Linked DNA regions of Sus scrofa: region 2 is linked to region 1. The links are chromatin contacts, called in public Hi-C maps. All regions are on one chromosome and are shown on one strand. Each heading gives the region's core, a stretch centred on a gene start, on an enhancer-like site or on the middle of the called end of the contact. The rest is flanking DNA. Distances are from core to core; before and after follow the strand shown.

The links. Hi-C and Micro-C count contacts between places; a contact is called where the count stands out from the background.
Region 2: a contact with region 1 is called in a Hi-C map of liver, with 3 times the contacts expected there. The contact joins the promoter of OGFR here to the promoter of TCFL5 in region 1. A contact is called at or near these places in 2 of 5 promoter capture datasets (fetal liver and liver), 5 of 47 Hi-C or Micro-C datasets (blood, embryonic fibroblasts, heart right ventricle and 1 more) and 2 of 2 datasets of contacts at active chromatin or transcription factors (alveolar macrophages and skeletal muscle).

The regions. Positions count from the first base shown.
Region 1 is chr17:62,112,726-62,117,593 of Sscrofa11.1, forward strand. TCFL5 (transcription factor-like 5 protein) reads right to left here and starts at 2,944. Exons shown (of 7, transcript XR_002340122.1): 1 at 2,222-2,944; 2 at 1,178-1,364; 3 at 726-888.
Region 2 is chr17:62,063,349-62,068,216 of Sscrofa11.1, forward strand. OGFR (opioid growth factor receptor) reads left to right here and starts at 2,135. Exons shown (of 7, transcript XM_021078228.1): 1 at 2,135-2,320; 2 at 4,377-4,445. The coding sequence starts at 2,168.

The DNA.
Region 1 (4,868 bases), core at 1,694-4,193:
AAAAAAAAAAACTCTTAAGTGCTTCAATAACTTGAAGACAATGGAAGATGTACAAGTCTATTGGTTTTCCTATTCATGGAGATTGCTGTTAAGAAAAAGCAGCCCCAGGAGCTCCCTGGTGGCACAGTGGCTAAGGAGCCCACGTTGTCACTGCTGTGGCTCAGGTTCAGGTTCAGTCCCTGGCCTGGGAACTTTCTTTTTTGGACTTTTTAGGGCTGCACCTGGAGCATATGGAAGTTTCCAGGCTAGGGGTCGAATCAGAGCTGCAGCTGCTGGTCTACACCACGGCCACAGCAACACGGGATCCAAGCCGCACCTATGACCTAAACCACAGCACACAGCAACGTGAGCAGGGCCAGGGATCAACCTGCATCCTCACGGATACTAGGCTGGTTTGTTACAGCTGAGCCACAACAGGAACTACTGGCCTGGGAACTTGTGCACGCTAAGGGCACGGCCAAAAAAGAAAAGAAAACGCAAAGGTTTCCATGCCAGGTGCACACTTGGTGTTTGAAATTCTTAAGAAGGTTCGAAGCGGGGTGACTAAGGAAGAGGGGGGCACGATGGCTGCGGAGATATGAACAGACCCCCAAGATCACGTCCTCTGTTTAGAAAGCACCGGTTCTCCGACACCCCCCCCCGCCCCGCCCCACGGCCAAAAGGACATGGAGGGCAAAGGTCAGGCAGGAGCAGAAAGCACCTGCTACTTCCGTTCTGCCACTTACCTCCTACTTTAATCCAAACCTGCTCAGGCAAAGCTTTGTTTCTACTCCCCAGAGTCTGTTTAGTGGATTCAATTTCTTGCTGATAGCAGAAGGAAAACGCTCGAGGCAATCCAATATCCTGATGCTTGGCAGCTTCAAGTACAGAACATGAGTTACTAGAGCTCTGAAAAAACATGAAGCAACAGGAGCGCTATCGACATGCGACAACACAATCTCCTGACTGAACAAAGAAAACCCACTTTAATAGAAGAAACAGCCAAGCGATCGCCGTAACTTTGAAGAACTTTTGGGACGCTGAGGAGTTTTAAACATCCCCAAACCACATACATCCTCTCAATTTTAAAAAGTTATTAAGCTCAATGAGAAAAAAAAAAAAAGCCTCGAGACCTAACGAAAACCAAATTTATCCATTTACCGCAAAAGAGCAAAGCCTTGAAAGTCATTTTCCCTACCTGTGTTTGTGAGAGACTCGAAGTCCCAGCAGCAGAGCACGCATTTGCAGTGAACAGAGGGCATGTAAACTGCAAAGCAGTAGCGGCCGCAGCGGTCTTGTTTTTCACCAGTGTTGTGCATTTGTTTTGTTGCTGATGAAGAGGAACGTTCATTAATTCGGACGGATGTCGAATAAGAGTCACCAAACTGCCAAAAGACACAAAAGCCCCAGAAGTAGGCTAAGTTCCCTGAAACACTGCCATCCCCACCACGCTCTAACGGCTAACAGTCCAGGTTCCAGGCAGGAAATCTGTGACAGTGCACGCCCCGGCGTCATCGTGGAAGTCGCTAGACACCTATCAACGGCGGTGCAGGGGACAAGTTCCAACTTCCTTCTCGCTCACACCGGAGGGCGGGGCTGTGTGTCATCTTTTAGTTACACCTCCCCTCCCATCACGCCTCTGACACCCATCTCTGGCTTTCTGGCCCTCCTCCAAAATCTGATGACGGCGGGCAAAATGGGAAAAAGCCGGGGTGTGGGCCAGAGGGAAAGCTGGGGAGACACCCCAGCGGGTGTCTGCGAGGAAGGAGGGCTGCCTGCTGGAGATCTGTCCTTCCGTCAGGCTGCATGTGTGTGCACAAGACAAGGTCAGCACAACCTGAGCCCCCGGAGCGGGAAGCAAGGGCCTCTCCGGACATCTAGGTGGGTGGTCCGGGGCAAAACCTTTGGCGCTCGGAGCATCGCTACACTTGTCTCAACTCATCTCCCTTCCAGACGCAGCGTGCACCCGAGGCCAAGGCTTTGGGGGCTGTGTGCAGGCGCTGCGAGCTTAGTATGGGCTCGCAGCGCCTGCGAACAGCACACGACCTCGGACCCGCCGAGGTCGGCTCCCTGTTAAGATGCAAGCCAGGAGACTGGCGGTCTCCGCATGGGACCCGGGGGTCGACACCCGCACCGAAGCCGGTGCTTCTCTGCACGGGACCCTGGTCCACACCCTGACCGAGGCGGCCGCTTCTCCGCACAGGACCCTGGTCTACACCCAGACCCGGCGGGATGCACCCACTTGTTGAGCGCCACGCCGGGCTCGGGGGGCTCGGCGCCGCGCGGGGCGGGCGGGGGCTCGGCGGGGATGCTGTTGAAGCGGTCCTCCAGGCGGACGCGCACTGCCGACTTGGCCCGCGCCTCGGGCGCGCCCTCCGCGTTCTCCTTGCCGGCGCCGTCGGGCGCCTTGGGCCGGGGTGCGCCCGGGCCCGGGCCGTCGGCGCCCGGCGTCTTCTCGGCGGCGGGGGGCGCGCCCGCCTCGCTCAGCAGCATCATGCGCAGCTCCTGGAAGTCGATGTGGCCCAGGCACGGGTTGGCGCCCGCGAAGCCGCCGTCGGCCAGCGCGGGCGGGCACAGCACGGGGTACACGGGCGCCGCGCCCCCCGTCGCCGCCGCCGCCGCCGCCGCGCCCCCCGCCGCCGCGAAGCCCCCGGCCGCCGCGCCCGGCGCCGCCGCCGCCAGGAAGGCCGAGTTGAGGCGCGTCTCGAGCTCGCCGTCGGCCGCCGCCGCCTCCATGTGCGAGTAGAGGATGTGCTGCAGCTGCGTGTACTCGATCTCCGTCATCTCCACCAGGCTCAGGTCGGTGGTCGTGAAGCTCAGCCCCGCCTCGCCCAGCGCCGCGTCCGCGCCCTCGGGGCCCGCCGGCCCGCCCGCCTGCGGCGGCTCCCGCGGCCCGGGGCCCGACATGCCGGCGCCAACGGCGGGGGGGCGCGCGGGCGGGCCGGCGGGGCCAGGCCGGGCGGGGCGGGGCGGGGGCGCGGAAACCGCCGGCCGCAGCGCGCCTGCGCCGCCCGCCCGCAACGGCAGCCCCTCCCCGGCGCGGCCCCGCCCCGCGGCCCGGCCGCGCCAACCGCCCGCCCCGCCCCCGCCGCGCCGGCCCCACCCCGGCTGCGCGCGCAGGTCGGGGGCGGGCGGGCGGCCCGAGTGGCCGCGCGAGGGCGCCCAGACCCGAGCGCCGCGGCCTCAAGCCGTGCCCCGCACCGCCCGGTCGGGTATCCGCGGGTCCAGGGTGGCGGGGCCGGCCTTCCGGGGCCCGGCCGGGGAGCAGGGCCCAGGCAGCAGGTGCATCTCTGCGTTCACGGAGCCACGGGGTGCTGTGCAGCGCCCCCTTCTCAGAGTGGCGGGAGCAGTAGGTGAGACAGCTGCCCCGCTCCAGGTGTGACAGGGCGCTCTGTACCTGGTGCAGAGGCAATCAAGGGAATGCACGTGTCGCACGGGCTCATCCCCGCGCAGGGCAAGCCACGCGGGATCAATGCACTCCTCAAACTCTGGCCGGCGAATTGAGTTGGAAAGCACATGCCACGTGGGTCCATCCATTGCAAGTGCGCCATTCAGTGGTCGTGTATCACAGCGCATCACATCCCACCAAAAGTGAAGTCACAGTGTCTCAGAACACTTCACCCAAAGAAATCTCACGCCCATTCAAGCTCTCCCTATGAATGGCATCATACAATAGGTGGGTCTTTAAAAGAGTCACTCCTGCAGGCTCAGAATAATTACTGCACCCACCTCTCACCCACACCCACATCTCAACCAGAAGGGAATGATGGCTTACAGGACAGCTGATTAATCATTTAGAAAAGAGTTAGCACTTTTCCCACCCCTAAGATAAAAATTAGTTTCAGGTAATTGCAATACCTAAATTTGAAAAGCAAAATTGGAGTTCCATTGTGGCTCAGCGGTAACGAAGCAATTAGTATCCATGAGGAAGCAGGTTGGATCCCTGGCCCCACTCAGTGGGTTAAGGATCTGGCGTGGCTGTGTCTGTGGTGCAGGCCAGCAGCTGCAGCTCCCGTTCAACCCCTAGCCTGGGAACCTCCATGTGCTGCACCTGCAGCCCTAAAAAGACAAAAAAAAAAAAAAAAAACCCAAAAAAACCTATAAGGGAAAAGAACATAAATACACACGGCACTGAATCACTGTTCTAAACACCTGAGGCTGACACCTGTAAATCAACTATACTTCAAGTTAAAAAAATAAATAAAAAGCAAGTTAAACAACTGCTAAATATACAGAACGATATTGATAAACTCTTTGAGAAAATTCTAAGCACGACACCATCACAGACCATAATGTGTGCAAAACTGCCCTGGGAATCTTGTTTAAAAGTAGGTTCTAAATCAGCAGGCCTGGGGGCGCCCAGAATCCCGCCGTTTTAAGGAGCCACCAGTTGACCCTGTGCTGCCGATCAGCAGACCCCCCACGTAGAGCAGCAGAACCACGGAGGACAGCGAGATGCAGTGTTTATAAGGGAAAATAGGAGTTCCCATTGCGGCTCATTGGGTTCAGGACCCCGCGGTGTCTTCCTGAGGATGCGGGTGGGCTCCCTGGCCTCCCTCAGGGGGTTAAGGATCTGGCATTGCCACCAGCTGCCAAAGTACGTTGCAGATGAGGCTCGGATCCCGCCTTGCTGTGGCTGTGGTGCAGGCCGGCAGCAGCAGCTCCCACTCAACCCCTAGCCTGGGAACGTCCATATGCCGCAGGTGCAGCTGCAAAAAGAAAAACGGGGAGAGAGAGAGAGAATAAAATCAAGATTATAACCAACCGGGCTTTTCCTTTACTGGAAATAAAGACTATTGGCACCTATATCGGGTTTTTTTGTTTCTTGATTTGGGTGGATTCCTTTCAGAGAGCAGTTTTTGAGCCCTCTTTTAATGAGACGTGAAACA
Region 2 (4,868 bases), core at 885-3,384, 50 kb before region 1:
GCATCCTGCTTCCCAGCAGGGCCGATGCTTATTGCAGCGTCTGGTGTCGGGGGTCTGCCGCCCCCCCAGCCTGACCCCACCCCCCACCCCCCGCCGCCATGCTGGAACCTGGGCAGAAGCTGGTGCCACGCCTGCTTGGGGGCCCTGTGGGCGGGTCTCCAGCAGAGGAGCCACACCCCCACCGAGGTGACGTCCCTTGGGAGGGGGGAGCTGGACCTTGCCCCGGTGCAGCTGTGTGTGACTCACTTGTGACGTGGCAGCCAGGCAGAGTCTGAGAATAGCCCCCGTGGAAAGGGGGCCCCGGCCCTGGCAGCAGAGGGAAGGCCCAGCGTCTCCTACGCTGTCTGCTCGTGGGTTTTCAGGAGGCAGAGGCTGGGTGGCGCCTGCCCACCCAGGTGCTCTCAGAGCTGCCCAACCCTGGAGGGCGCCCCCAGCACCCATCAGCATCCGTCAGAGGCTCCCAGCCCCACAAAAGTCCCAGCCAGGGTCTCTGAGGCCAGGCCTGTGGCGGCAGTCTGCAGTGGGCCAGCCCCGCCCGAGGCCCGGTGGCTGCTCTGTCGCGTGCTCCTCCAGAAACCTCCTTGGCCGTGGGAGGAGGGCGATTTGCAGAAATGCCAGAGCGCCAGACCTCTTGCGGAGTCACTACTGTCCTGGAAAGTCATCCAGCAAGACGGTACCTGGAGCGGTGACGCCGGTGGATGGGCCTGCAAGGGCTTGTTGGCACCAGCACCAAGCAAGGCCAAGATCACAAGGTTCTGTTCAGCTCTGGGCTGTCACCCCCCCCATAGCTCAAGGAATGTCACATCCCCAGGCAGAGGCAGGCTGAGCTGGGGGAGGGGAGTCCACGTCCCCGGTGGCTGGACCGGGCCTTCACCTTCTCACCTCAGCCCCCACAGGCTGCTCGCCCAGCAGTTATCTTGTCCAAATCTGAAAGCCAGAGCGGGGTTTTAGCTCAATGTAAACGGCTGTGTGGTAGTTACAGGAGACGAGTTTTACCCGAGGGGCCACTCCCAATTTTCCCTTCAAGCGGTGGGTCACCAACTTCGCCGGAGCTCCCGCTGCCACCCAGCAGGTGTCCAAGGCAGAGGGTGAGTGAGGGACCCACGGTCACTGGGAAGCGCGGCTGAGTGATCTGTCCAATGTGTGCCCAACCCAGCCGCCATCGGCCACGGCCCAGCCGCAGAGACGCCCCCCTGGGAGGCAGTTAACAGCCTCAGTCTGCGTTGAACGACCCCAGGGGTTCACCCTGGACACTTGGGCCTCTGGGTGTGTGGGGCTCCTGGGAAGCGCAGCAGCACCTGGCCCTTCCTGTAACCCTTAGAAGGCCGCTCGGGGCCAGGAGGCCAGGCCCTGAGGACCTGGCACTAGGGGCTGCTCAGTACTGGAGAGACAGCCTCCTGCGGGCCTCGAAGAAGCAAACTGACCGGTGTGAGCCTTTGGAGGGGACACAGGGGTCTCCGTCCTGCTGCAGCAGCAAGGTGGGCTCAGAGGGTCACTCCCCAAAGGAAATGTGGGGAGATTGCAGCCCCGAGGGCATGCTGGGGACAATGGCCACCCACTCGGGTAGGGTACCCTCATGGGACACCTCCAGGGGGCCACGCATCAGGGGCCCTCCTCCCCGAGGTCATCCTGAGGGGGCACCGCAGTGCAAACAGAATCCTCCAGAAGTGCGTCCTGGGGGAAGGGGTGTGCTGGGGGTCTCTGGGGAGAGATCTTGGGGGGTTGTGTTCTTCCAGGCGATGGTTCTGGAATCTGGGGGGGGGGGGGCAGAAGTCTCCAGGGTGGGGATCTTGGGGCGGAGAGGCGTCCCCCAGGGAACCTTCCGGGCTGGGGGGAAAGGAAGAGGGGTCTGCAGCTTGCTGGCCTTGTGGGGGCACTCTCCCAGGGGACAGGGCTATTCTGGGGGAAGCTCGGGGAGCATCCGGCGGGAGGGCGAGCATCTCCGGAAGGCCTTTCTCGGCAAAGGGAAATTCTCGGAGGGGCCTGGCATCCCGGGGGGGACAGCCTTCCGGGGGCATCCTGGGGCCGGCGTCCCCCCGGCGGGGCGGTGGGAGGCCGCAGCCCCGGGCCCGCCCCCGGCCCGCCCCCGGCCCGCCCCCGCGCTTCCTCCCTCTTTCACTTTCGCTTCCGCCAGAGCGGGTCCCGCCGCCGCCGCCGCCGCCGGAGCATGGAGGACCCGGACTGCGACTCGACCTGGGAGGACGACGAGGAGGAGGACGGCGAGGGCCCGTTTTCCAGGGCCTATGAGGGCGGCGAGGCCAGAGCTCCGGGGACCGCGAGGGCCGAGGCCGAGGAGACCCTGCGGTTCTGCATGCCCCAGGTGCCGCCCCCGCGCGCTGGGGACCCCGCGCCCCTGGGCAGGCCGCGGTGAAGCAGGGAAGCAGGCCCTGCTCCGGGAAGGCCGTACCCCCGGGGCGGGGTGCCAGGGCACCCCTCGGAGACCCGGCTCCGGGCCTGGCACTGCATCGCCAGCTACTGCCCCGTCCCTGGCCGTGATCCCCACGACGCCCTGAGATGGGCCCCCCACCCGCTCTCCCGCGTGCGGTCCCCCACCAGGGCACCCTGCCGGGATCCAGGGCCACCCCCGGACCGTGCCCCCAGGACCAGATCTGCATGATGACACTTCCTCAGGGGATGGCCGGGGCGCATCCCTGACTCCTCTCCCTGCCACATCGCACCCTCCGGCCCTTGGCCCTGTCCTCTGAGTAGTAGATCCCGGCCCTCAGCCCCGCCACCCCCACTGCTCCCCAGCCTCTCTCTCCTGCTGCTCCCTGCCCCCACCCTGGCGCAGCTCAGGGAGCACCTCCCCCTCCCCCACTGCCTCGGCTCCAGCATCGCCCAGGCCACCAGCCCCCAGTCTGCCCCATCCCGGCTGACTCTGCCTGTGCAGCACCCACCCACCCTGGCTGGGCTGGCCTCACGTCTTGGAGGTGGCCTTGGAGGATCTGTTTACGTGGCCCTGAGCCAGGGCGCTCGGCTGTGCCCACTGGTTATTTGCGGTCACCACCGGACCGCTGGTCACTTGTCCCTACCAGCATTTACTCTGTCACCCCTGGTTACTTGTCATAACTAACTGTGGTTACCCGTCATTACCCGTGGTTACTTGCGCTCACTGGGTGGCACGTTCCTGGAGGGGGTGCCATTGCTCCAGCTGGGGCTCCAGGTGACAGGGAGGGCCAGAGTGAGCGCTGTCACCATGTGCACCACTCGCTTTGGGATGAGGGTGACTTGGCACCATGTCTAAGGGGCTTCGAGTTCCAGCCCGTGGCCCCAGGACGGATGCTCGCTCTCTGTAGCAGACGAGAGCCCTGGCTCTCGGCTTTCTCTCTGGGTCTTGGGTCTTGGCGTGACCACCAAGAGGGACGTCCAAGGGCTCAGGGCTGGCCGGGAAGGCCAGTGGCCTCGGCACATGCGCAGTGGTTCAGGCGGGCCCGAGTTCCTCGGGAAGATAGGCTGGGCAGTGGTCGGGTCACAGCCTGGAGTCAGAGGGCAGGAATCTGGCTCTTTGCCCAGCGGATGCCCACCGGGCGTGGCCAGTAGCTGAGGAGCCGGTAGTCCCACACTCCGTGTTCCTAAAGGAGCTTCTGGCCTCTTTCTTCCCTGTCTCCCTCCCGCTGTGGCCTCTGTCCCTTCCCCAAGTCCCAACTCCCTCCTCTCCCCCCACCGCCCCACGCTGGGTCCTGATGCAGCTCCTTGGTGCCTGGTGCTGTGCAGGGCCCGTGGGGCTGGCCCTGCTCCGAGCTACGTGTATGGCCGGGACCCATTCAGGGCCCGTGGGGCTGGCCCTGCTCCGAGCTACATGTATGGCCGGGGTCTGGTCAGGACCCATTCTCTTGAGCCAACCCAGGGACAAGCCTGACTGGCTCCAGGGAGGCGGAGAACTGGAAACTGGCCGAGACGGGAGTGGGGGCCGCTGCTGCGGAGTTTTGGTGTCATGCACTGTGCATTGGCCAAACTGGCACCTGGCTGAGGAACCCCCCCCCCATGGGAAACATCTGGAGCCCCTCCTGGGGCTCTAGGTGGCAAGGCCACTGCCCTTAGGGACACAGCCTGGTGATGACAACTTAGTATGGCGCAAGGAGGACGTGCTAGGGAAGGTGGGCTTCCCAGAGGGAGGTCCTGGGGTGTGATTGCCAGTAGGGGAGCCAGCGAACGTGGGAGGAGGAAGTGAAGCTGGAGTTAGAGGTTGTACCCCAAGAATGCACGATGGCCCGTGGGTCCTGAGGGCTGGAGTGGGCAGCAGGGGGCCAGCCTCCTCTCCAGCTAGTCTGGCCCCCTGTGGCTTTGCTGACAGCTGGCCCAGGTCCTTGCCTCCCTCAGCAGGATGGGGGCTGCCTCCAGGAGTGGGGAGGGTCTCATCCAGTCTCTCTCCCCAGGTCAAGGTGACCGGGTCTCGAAACTGGCGAGCGGCGCGGGACACGCGCCGGTACCGGCACCACTACCCGGTACGTGGCTGCCTGCTGCGCCCTTGCCCTCTGCCGCCCCCAGGCCTACATCCTCCTCCCGGGTAATGTCCCGTCAGCCCCTCTTCTCAGGCAATGCCCATGTCCTGCCGGAAGCCCCACCTGGACCTGCTGCTCCTTCCCTGATCTCAGGGTGACGGCAGGGCCTCCTAACTCCCACCTTGGCCCTGACCTTTACAACTTGCAACGGCGCCAGCTGGCAGCTCCTCCTCAGGAGGCCAGCATCACCCTCAGCTCCCGTCCTGTGCACCCAGTGGTCTCAGGCACCCCTGGGCTGTCTTTGGGGTGAAGAGGAAGGGGACCTCCCACCCCCAGAGGAGGGGGGTGTGTACTGGTAGTTGGAGGTGGCTGCTGTCCCCTAAGTGTGGAGGCGGGGCCCGGCCTGGGCACCCGGGGTCTTCGGCA